Linked DNA regions of Mus musculus: all the other regions are linked to region 1. A link is a contact called in public HiChIP or PLAC-seq and Micro-C data. All regions are on one chromosome and are shown on one strand. The core of a region is the stretch at or near the end of the contact, and the rest is flanking DNA. Distances in the headings are between cores, read along the strand shown.

What was found. A called contact is a pair of places that touch in the nucleus more often than the background predicts. HiChIP or PLAC-seq counts read pairs in DNA pulled down with a chosen protein or histone mark.
Region 2: a Micro-C map of embryonic stem cells shows a contact between it and region 1, with 4 times the contacts expected there. The contact joins the promoter of Lrrc38 here to the enhancer-like site in region 1. A contact is called at or near these places in 1 of 39 promoter capture datasets (stem cell-derived epiblast-like cells), 1 of 484 Hi-C or Micro-C datasets (embryonic stem cells), 2 of 115 datasets of contacts at active chromatin or transcription factors (both in embryonic stem cells) and 2 of 9 other capture datasets (adipose tissue and pancreatic islet).
Region 3: an H3K27ac HiChIP or PLAC-seq map of embryonic stem cells shows a contact between it and region 1, with 8 read pairs. The contact joins two enhancer-like sites. A contact is called at or near these places in 1 of 39 promoter capture datasets (embryonic stem cells), 13 of 484 Hi-C or Micro-C datasets (the BV-2 cell line, bone marrow-derived macrophages, embryonic fibroblasts and 5 more) and 6 of 115 datasets of contacts at active chromatin or transcription factors (embryonic stem cells, extraembryonic endoderm stem cells and trophoblast stem cells).

The regions. Positions count from the first base shown.
Region 1 is chr4:143,237,241-143,240,424 of GRCm38.p6, reverse strand. No RefSeq gene overlaps it. Among named protein-coding and RNA genes, the nearest start is that of Gm52493, 19 kb to the right of the region's middle. Within about 2 kb of position 1,719, at least 62 of the 459 cell types and tissues checked have an H3K27ac peak or open chromatin away from gene starts, as enhancers often do. A contact at or near this core is called in embryonic stem cells, extraembryonic endoderm stem cells and trophoblast stem cells, where this site is marked.
Region 2 is chr4:143,348,107-143,351,290 of GRCm38.p6, reverse strand. Lrrc38 (leucine rich repeat containing 38) reads right to left here and starts at 1,541. Exons shown (of 2, transcript NM_001162983.1): 1 at 480-1,541. The coding sequence starts at 1,122.
Region 3 is chr4:143,323,740-143,326,923 of GRCm38.p6, reverse strand. No RefSeq gene overlaps it. Among named protein-coding and RNA genes, the nearest start is that of Lrrc38, 24 kb to the left of the region's middle. Within about 2 kb of position 1,698, at least 46 of the 459 cell types and tissues checked have an H3K27ac peak or open chromatin away from gene starts, as enhancers often do. A contact at or near this core is called in embryonic stem cells, extraembryonic endoderm stem cells and trophoblast stem cells, where this site is marked.

The DNA.
Region 1 (3,184 bases), core at 470-2,969:
ACAGTGCCTATAGAGACCAGAAGAAGGCATCCAGTCCACTGGCACTTAAAGGACAACATGAAAGCCCATTTGTCTCCATTTAAGGACCAGGCCTCCCAGCACTTGGGAGGCAGAGGCAGGCGGATTTCTGAGTTCGAGGCCAGCCTGGTCTACAGAGTGAGTTCCAAGATAGCCAGGGCTATACAGAGAAACCCTGTCTCAAAAAAACGAAAACAAAAAATAAAAAGGACCAGGCCTGACTGAAAAGAAGGCCATAAGGAACCAGCTCCAGGAAGAGACCATAAAATCCAGGACAAGATCATAAACACCGCTGCCTCCACCACCCCACCCCCACCCCCGCTCAAAGAATAGCCTGGGGATAACCACAAAAATGGGGAAATATCTTACCCCAGTGTGGGTAATGTGTGCTGGGCAGCCCTATCTCATCCTGTAGTTAAACATTCATAACGCAGGATTGTGGACCACTGACTTCCTGGCACAAGCCAATCAGAAGCCGACCCCTGTGACCTCCCCAGCACCCACCAATGAAATTTTAGATTACCTAACCCACTCTCTAAATATAGCAGAACTAACTAACATAGTAGCCAATCAAAGTTCTACTAATGTCACTGTTTGGCTCCTACCAATCCCATTCCAGATTACCTACTCCTTCTAGAGAGTTTCCCTGCTTCCCTACAAGAAGGCCTTTGGGCCTTTGTCTGAGGTCGCCATTTTGGAGAATGGTTGACCCGCACCTGCTGGTCGTTTCTATAGAATCAACCCTCTCTGTCTTTGTGCACTGAGTCTGGGGTCTTCCTTCAGCGCTTTTCGGACCCTTACAGTGCAGGAGTTACAGGCAACTGTGAACAACCCAGGTCGGGTGCTGGAAGCTGAACTTGGGGCCTCTGCCATTTCTCTAGCCCTGAAAAATCGTTTGATAAAACCCACCCTCAAGCTGTACAACCTTCAAGATTGGTGTACATCCTTTATAGTCCTCTCTCTTCAGCCTAAAGGGTTCTCCGCCTGGCTCTCCCTGCACCACCTCAGGTCTTCCATCTGTGGCTCCCCCAAGCCCCACCTCTCCCCCGCTCCCCCAAGCCCATGCCAAATCCTGTCAGGAAATTGCACCATCTTTCAGCCCTTTCATAATCCTTTCTTGTATCTAAAGCATGGGCCCCAAACTTCACTCTGTACAAAGCAGCATGGCAGGGTAAAAAAAGCCCAGAGGAACCAGCTCACCCCCAACTGTCCTGGACTCGGCTGACTTTAGCACTGATAGGCGGGTGTCCCAGAAATTTTTTCAGCTCTTACAGACAGTCAGACAAGAGATTTTACCTCTTTAAAAGGCAACCTCCGTATTCTATCTCCTGTCATCTTAACTCTAACACACCTCAGCATCTTAAACAAAACCAAATCAACCCCCTCCAAAAAACCCACAAAACCAAAAATTAAATGTAATTGTCCCACTTGGCCACGAGGCGGCGCCATGGTCTACATAAACGGCATTGCTATTAGAAAGGAACAAAATAGTTCAGAATAGCAGGAAATTTAAAAAGCTGTCAATGTTTATGTTTAGAAAGAGGATGAAAGGAGGAAGAGGGAAAAGGCGATTAAATGAATGTTATTTCTGCTGCTAAATTCGAAAACAAAACAAGATAATGCTGACACTGGCCGTCCAGTGACCTTGTGAAGTGAGAAAACCGATAAAGTAGCCTGAGGTCACAAAACCGTGTCATAACTGGAAAGTCTGGAACTTTCCGCAGGTTTCAAAGGTCTATCTGCAGCTGAGCAGTAAGGGAAAATAGATTGGAGCCAATGCTGCGTAAGTAAAGGAGATTTTGGTGTGCATCCTTAATGGGGAGGTGGAGGAAGTGACAGCTAAGACATGTTCAGGATTCCAAGCCACCAGCTTTAGTTACCTTTTTACAGCTCTGACAAAAACACCGCGATCCCCGACCCCCGCGGCGGCGACTTATAAAAGAAAGCATTTAGCAGGGCGTGGGGCCACCATTTTACATTCCATTGCTTGCGAGGCAGAGGCAGGCGTGTCTGTGATTTTTGAGGCCGGCAGGATTTACACAATAAATTCCAGAATAGCTACCTGAAACTTCCCCCATTACTCATGCAGAAACTATCTCCACGTGCTAATCACTTGCAAATCAAACAATATTATCTGTAAGGAAGTCTCCTTTCAGTGGCCAACAAAGAACTCAATGTTTTTTTGGAGGTGACTTGTCTCATAATGTCACATTAGGACTCTGTATTTTTTTTTAATTTTACTTTTATTTATTTTTACCCTACAGCTTTTACATATATATAATATGTAAAATATTATATATATATATATAAAACGACTTCCATCTTTGGGTTTTTATTGGATTCCTGAATGTGCAAACAAGTGTGTCACTGTGTCGTCTAGATCTGTTTCTTGTGGCTTCCCTTGGGTTCTTTTCCTTCTGTGTGTTTCCTTTGCCCTATTCTTATCTGAATATTATTTTGTTATTATTCCTTAGATGCCAGTTTGTCTTCCAATGAAGGGGGAAGGTAGATCCAGATGGGGAGGGACTGGTGGGGGGGGTAGAGGGAAGGGAAACCATAATCAGAATATATTGTATGAAAAAAAATCTGTTTTCTTTTTTCTTTTTCTCTTTCTCTTTTTTTTTTTTTTTTGGACAGGGTTTTTGTCCTGGAACTCACTCTGTAGACCAGGCTGGCCTCGAACTCAGAGATCCGCCTGCCTCTGCCTCCCAAATGCTGGGATTAAAGGTGTGCACCACCACCACCCAGTTTGGAAATAAGTCTTTAATTCAGTTAAATTTAGATTCTTTTCTGATTTTCTTACCCCTACATAGTCTAAGAAAATGAATTTTATTTATCCTTATCTCCACCCACCCCCCTTTGAAGAAAAACCTCTACAATAACGTTCCCTGTGACGTGGAGTTGACTCCCAGTTTCTGCCTTCTTGACATCCATAGTCTGAGAGATAGGCCGAGCTGTCAGGATAATGACTCTGCTCCACGGTGTCTCATCTGAGACAATTAGAGCATCGGGACTGTGCACTAGGTGGCTGTCTCTGTCATCGTCTGCTTGCCCATCATGGTTAGAACTAGGCTACTTTTTTTTTTTTTTTTTGTATTGCAAACTCTCCCTTCCCTTCCCCACAGGTATATTTTTATCCAAGACAGCATTCCTCTAACTCAAGGCT
Region 2 (3,184 bases), core at 292-2,791, 110 kb before region 1:
CAAGGGTGGACCAAAAAGTCAAAGAGAGATGGGAACAGAGGGACCCGGTTGGAATCTGTGGCAGCTAGATCCCGTTCAGAACTGGCCAGCTCCTCTCACCTCTGGGGTCTGGAAATGGTATAGTGTCCCACACAACGAGGGGTTTCCTACTAGGAGGGACCAGTACATTGCTCACACCCACCTGTCCTGGGACCTAAAAGCTCCCAGAGAGGATGTGGACCATGATGATGGAGAAAAGGTGGGTAATAAGTGAAGAAAGAGAAACTTGAGAGAGTTCCGGGTGTGTTCTTTTAACACTCGTTGCCAACACATCTCAGACTTTCAGACAGCTGGTCTTATGGAGTTACACCACAGGGGTCCTCGTTCAGGGGACTTTCTGGTGAGCCCCAAAACGAGGCCTCACACATCCTGACCGTGCTGGATTCCTCCAGCGTTCCCTACCAGACCCAGCCTTGGCTTCCAGCCACCCTCTGGCTCACCTTTGGGCAATTTGGATGTGTTCTCCTGAATCCAGGAGAAGAGGTGAGCGAAGTCACAGTCACACAGCCAGGGGTTCCCGTCCAGGCGCACAGTGCGCAGTGCCGGCAGCGCATCCAAAGCCGCCACGTTGAGGCTGCGCAGGTTGTTGTCGTTGAGTTCCAGCACCTGCAAGGACTCCAGGCTCTCGAAGGCAGCCTCATGTACACCGGCCAGATGGTTGTTGGCCAGGCTCAGCTTGACCAGCCTCCCCGCCGAGCGGAAGGCGCCGGCCCCCAGCTGGGTGAGGTTGTTGTAGCTCAGGTCCAGAAAGGCCAGCTTGCCCGAGCCGCTGAACGTGCCCTCCTCCAGCGAGCGCAGCGAGTTGTTCCTGAAATCCAGATACACCAGATCTCCATGGAAGATGAAGAAGTCCTCGGGGATCTGCTGGATGCGGTTGCCGGCCACTAGCAGCTTGCGCACGTCCAGGGGGAAGGGATCGGGCACGCTGGGCAGCCCGCGATCGCGACAGTCCACGGTATGGGGGTCGGTGCAAGCACAGCCCGCGGGGCACGCGCGTCCCGGCCCGAGCAGCACCAAGAGGCTACCGAGCCCCAGCGCCGCAGCAGCGCCCGTGGGGTGGCGGGGGGCAACGCAGAGACTCATGGCCCGGGGGACTCCGGAGGACTCAGCTCGCAGCAAGGAGGACGCAGCGGGGCCCTGGCTCCGGGGCGCCGAGAGCCCCAGGGCAGCGGCGCAGGGCGGGGAGGCTGCGCCGGGGCGCGCGGGGGCGATGAGAGTGCGGCGGGGACAGAGCGACCCGGGGTGTCCGGGAGGCGGGGAGGGAGGAGGAAGATGAGAGGTGCTGGGCGCAGAATTTACCCGCACAGGAAACTGACCCTCTGGAACATTCAAAAGCACAGGTGGAGATCGTGGAGGGAGCCCAGAGCGACCCCACTCGGGCGGGGAAGTGGGACCTGTCGCACAGACCTGGCCAGCGGTGCTCAAGACTAAGTTCAGTGACGGATCCCTGGAGCGATTTCCATGGGGCGTGTCTGGGGCATGCGCCCAGAGCGCCACCCTCATCTCTGCCAAAGGGTCCCAGGTCACTCTAACTCGAAGTCCTGAACAAAGCCCGCAGGCTGTCAAGTCCCCGCCTGGGGCTGCGAAGTTGAGCTTTGGCTAGGCTCCAGGATGGTTGGGCTTCCCCTTCGACCCCCTCCTCCCACCTGCTTTTGCCCCACCTCCTGCAGGAGGAGGGTGTGAGCTAGGCGGGTGGCTGCCAAGGTCCCGCTGTGACTGGAAGGATAGCCAGGGCCAGTCAGCGTTTTCCATGCTGGTCCTGAGCTTGGAGATAGAACTGATTATCCTCCCAACACGAATCTTCTGTAGCTCTGAGCAAGGCCAAAGCAAGAGGTACTGGGGCAGTTTGGTGACCTGCAACCAGAGCCTCCAAGCGCCCCCTGAACTCCTGTGGAACCATCTGTGAAAAGGCAAGGGTGGGGACATCTCACCGCTCCCTTTGAGGACTGAAGAAGGCCAGAAGCTGTGTTTAGGAGTTACCAACCCTTCTTTCCCCATCAACCCTTCATTTTGATGGCCCAGGAAAGTGATCTGGTCAGAGAGATGCCAACGCTTAGAGCCCAGCTCCTCAGAGGTGAGGTTGGTCTTAGACAGTGATAGAATTCCTTCCCTGCCATTCCTCAAACCAACCCCGTATTCTACTCCTCTGCCGGGCTTTGAATGTTTGCTTTTTGGAAAAGCCCCTACACTGCTACAGGCAAATCGCCCTGCAGGTGGCTATTTTAATCCTAACACCCTGGAACCGAGAAGCTCAGCCCCTGGCCCAAAATAACCCACGGAACAGCTGTCAGTTACTGGCCCCCATTGACCCTGCCCCATCCCCTGGCACTGCTGGGGATTGGTGGAGCCAGCTATTCCGAAGCCTCAGAGCTAAGTCTGGGTATTTTTTTTCCCAGTTTGGAAGGGAGTTGGATGACCTCTTTTTCCAGTTTGGAAGCCAGTTGGTGCCTCTGAGCCAGGGATCAGGCAGTTGAGCCTTTGGGACAGAGCCAAAGGCCCAAGAACTTGCATGAGTTCCAGGAGGGGCTGGGTGTTGGGCCCCCTCAATCGCTCTTCCCTTGCACACACCCTGGCCACCAAGCTAGACCTACAGCCCCTGTCTTGTGTTCCGATTCTCACCAGGTCAACAGAATGTCTTGCAATTCCCAGTTTCCGGGGCTCTGCCTTTTGAAGAGGCAGTATAGGGTAAGAAAGGACTAGGGTGGGTGAAAGTACCTTAGCTACATTGATGTTGTTAAGGATGCAAGAAGGCAGCCAGAAAGAGCATGTGCCACCACTCTAAACTCTGCAAAAGCATCCTGAAAAGAATATTCTTGCTCTCTTTCAGCCTCAGGTTCTGTTCTGGGCTGGCAGAGCTGTAGGTTTAAATGTGTTCAGGTGTCTTCCTGTCAAGGGGTCTGGCTAGCTGCAGTCCTACACTGAGAGTCAGAGCCCCAATCCTTTCCCTGAGGTCTGGACCCGGTCCTACCACTGACTACAGAACCATAGGACAGGTTCCTCCATCTTTTTGAAGATATCCCAGACCTTGTCTGTTAAAATTTAGCCTGATGAGAGGTGGGCTTTTATCTAGGAAGAGGACACCCAGAGTAAACAGGGCGTTCACTCACAAGTGACGTTGATCAACAACAACAGTCACTTTCTATCT
Region 3 (3,184 bases), core at 449-2,948, 87 kb before region 1:
TTTCTCTCTCTGTCTCTCCCCCCCCCCCACCCCTTACTGTGGATGTGTGACCAGCTGCCTCAGGTTCCTGCCATCATGCACTTCCTGCTGTCAGTGACTGGCCCTTCCACTGTGAGCCCAGATAGACGCTTCCTTCTGTAAGTCACTTTTGTCAGGTGTATTATCACAGCAACAGGAAAATAAGCCAGTATGTGTTTTGGGTGTTTGTTTGTTTGTTTGTTTTTACGAGACAGAGTTTCTCTGTGTAGCCCTAGCTGTCCTGGAACTCACTCTGTAGACCAGGCTGGCCTCAAATTCAGAGATCCTCCTGCCTCTGCCTCCCGAGTGCTGGGATTAAAGGCGTGCGCCACCACGCCTTGCTCAGTATGTGTTTTTGAGACAGGATCTCTTGCAGTCCTGGTAAGCCTCCAACCTGATAAATGGGTGGGGATAACCTTGAACTTGCAATTCTAACCTAACCCTAGCACTCACCTTTCTCTGCTTCCTCACTACAGACACAGTGTAACAAGTTGCTTCCTGCTTCTGCTCCGGTGAAGGACTGTCAAAATAAACCCGTCCTTACCTTATTTTTTGTCAGATATCTTGTTCAGCAGAGAAAAACGTAATGAATGGGAAGGGGAGATAGAACATTTGACGGTCCGCAGCTCCAGATGTCCACCCTAAGGTTCCCACTCACACCCTCCTCTCTTTCATCCCTTCCCTCCTCCCCTCCATCCGCCCCTCCGAAGTACTTGACATCTGGATCTTTATTCTGCACACTCAATCTCATCCTGCATCTCTACCTGAAGGACCACAGCCCCTCCCAAGCCCCGAGATCTCTTTTCTTGGTGGCTCACACAGTGTCTACCACAGTGATGCATCACTGCCATCAAATTAAGACATTTGTTAGCCCGGGCCAAGAAACAGGGCTCTGCTGCAGCCATTTAAATCTGAGCCTAGACCTTGACCTGAAAAAGGAGAGTTTATTTCTAAACACCCCAGTGCCTTCCTCTCTCATTAAATGTTTTTTTTTTTTAAGTCACAAAAGGAGAAGAAGCTGACATCCAAGGCTGTGGCACCCAAATTGCAGGCTGTGACTATTGTTTACGCTATATTTGTCCTGTCTCCAGGCATCATCCTGGGGACAGGAAGGAAAGTGCCAAGCCATTGGCTTCCCTGGCCGCAACACCTCTAGCAGAACGAGTTCGTGTTGCCCCCTTGTGGCCAGAATGCGAACCGCACCGACCTCCGAAGTAGAAAAAGCGGTAGAATTTGAAGGTATACGTGTTTTTGTTTTGTTTTGTTTTGTTATTTTAAGCTAGAGAAGGGTGAGCCTTGCTGAGGGCCTCTAGGGCTGGTGGCTTCCATTAGTCTGGACTGCTGTTTATCCTTTGGCTGCATTGAAATCCCACAGCTGCCTGAATAGTAGCTGGGAGAGACCTGTCGTGGACACGCAGCTGGCAACTCCAGTCGAGTGACGGAACTTGGGGCCTTTTAAAACAGCTTTTAATGGCCCCCTTCACAAACCTACTTTATTTACCTACCTGCTGCATGGATGAGGCCTAAGAAAAACCCACATTTAACATGTAATTTAGAGCTAAGTACACGATAGACGTCCGGAGATTTAAAATTAGCCAAGCGAGCTGAATGCTGGGGCGTTCGTTATGCCTGCTTTCAAGCGTCTTAGTGTGTCTGTCAGAGATACATCGCTGGAGGCAGACTCTTGATAAAATAATCAGGCTTTGTCACTCCCGGGAGAAAAGGGGGGGCTGTTCATAAAAGGACCTATTATCACAGTGGCTCTCAGCCCATGTGTCACAACGCCTTTGGGGAGAAAGTGACCCTTTCACAGGGGTCACAGGTTAGATATCCTGCATATCAGATATTTACATTATAATTCATAACAGTAGCAACATCACAGTTATGAAGTACCAGCGAAAATAATTTTATGGTAAGAGGTCACTGTTGGTCTTCCTGTTTGAATCAGAAGGTATCCTGGGATTTGAAAGTCCAGGGACCAAACAGTTCTGAGGTGGGAGAGTGTCCCATGGGAAGGGCATCCTGAGGACATGGAGACCCAGGGACCTTATGGCTCTGAGAGGAAGCCTCCTCAGCATTGTAGCTCGCAGAGGAGGGATCCCCAGCTGAACTGAGGTGCTCAGTAGTCTCGGCCCTGCTTGTCTCGGCTTCTTTCCTTTGTCTCCTCGTTGCTTCTTGTCTTTTTCCAATGAGAGTCACACCCGTCAGTAAATGTCAGAAAAGAGATTTATTGGAGGGTCCAGGGTGTGGAGGGATGAATCCAGGAGTGGCTGCCCAGAGAATCAGACAAAGGGAAGTGCTTACATAGGGGATCTTGGGGGTGGCGGGGGGGGGGGGGGGGGGGGGGGGGGAGTCGGGGGGGGGGGGGCGTAACTTCCTAGGGTGGAGATTTCCAGGGTGAGGATTGGTGGGATTTCAAGCCCTGAGCTTGGGTGAGCTCAGGCTTGGTGGGGTTTCCTGTTCAGGGATTGGTGGCTTTTCTTCAGACTTTTCATCCAAAATTAGCATAATCTGGGGAGGGTCCCGTTGAGGGGCTGTAGATGACCTTGTGGCTGTTACAGAAGCTGGAAACACAGTTCTAACCGTTAGGGAGGTCTGGGGGGGAGGGGCCTGACAGCTGAAGCTACTCAGGCCCAGGCCTTTCTTGCCTTGAGGGTTTACTAAGGTTGCAAAGTATACAAAGTTTACAAAAGTATACAACATTTACAAAGGGAGTCTAAGCTTTCGCTGAGTGGCTTGAATATCTAACAGTCACCACAACATGAGGGACTATATTAAATGGCCATAGCCTTAGAAAGGCTGAGAACCACTGTGTTATTCCAAACGTCCTCCATCAAAGTCAGTCAGAAGGGTTGTCTGTGTGCCCATGACACACACTGGGGTGTCCTGTGGTTTGCACAGATTAACGTGAGATCCAGAGTGATTTCCCAAATATTTTTAAATATTTGATTTTATGAACATAGCCCAGCCAGTTAGCTTTCAAAAATCAAGGCTCTCTTCTGTCCTGTCCACCATCCTACGTAGGGTGAATAACTGATAGGGTGGGGGTTCCCAATGCCTATTGATAATTCACGCTAGACATTCACGTTGACAGCCAGAGCAAACGCTTCGGAGAAGGCTCAGTGGGTAGTGTGCCTGTCTTGCCAGCGTGGGGTCCTGAGATGGA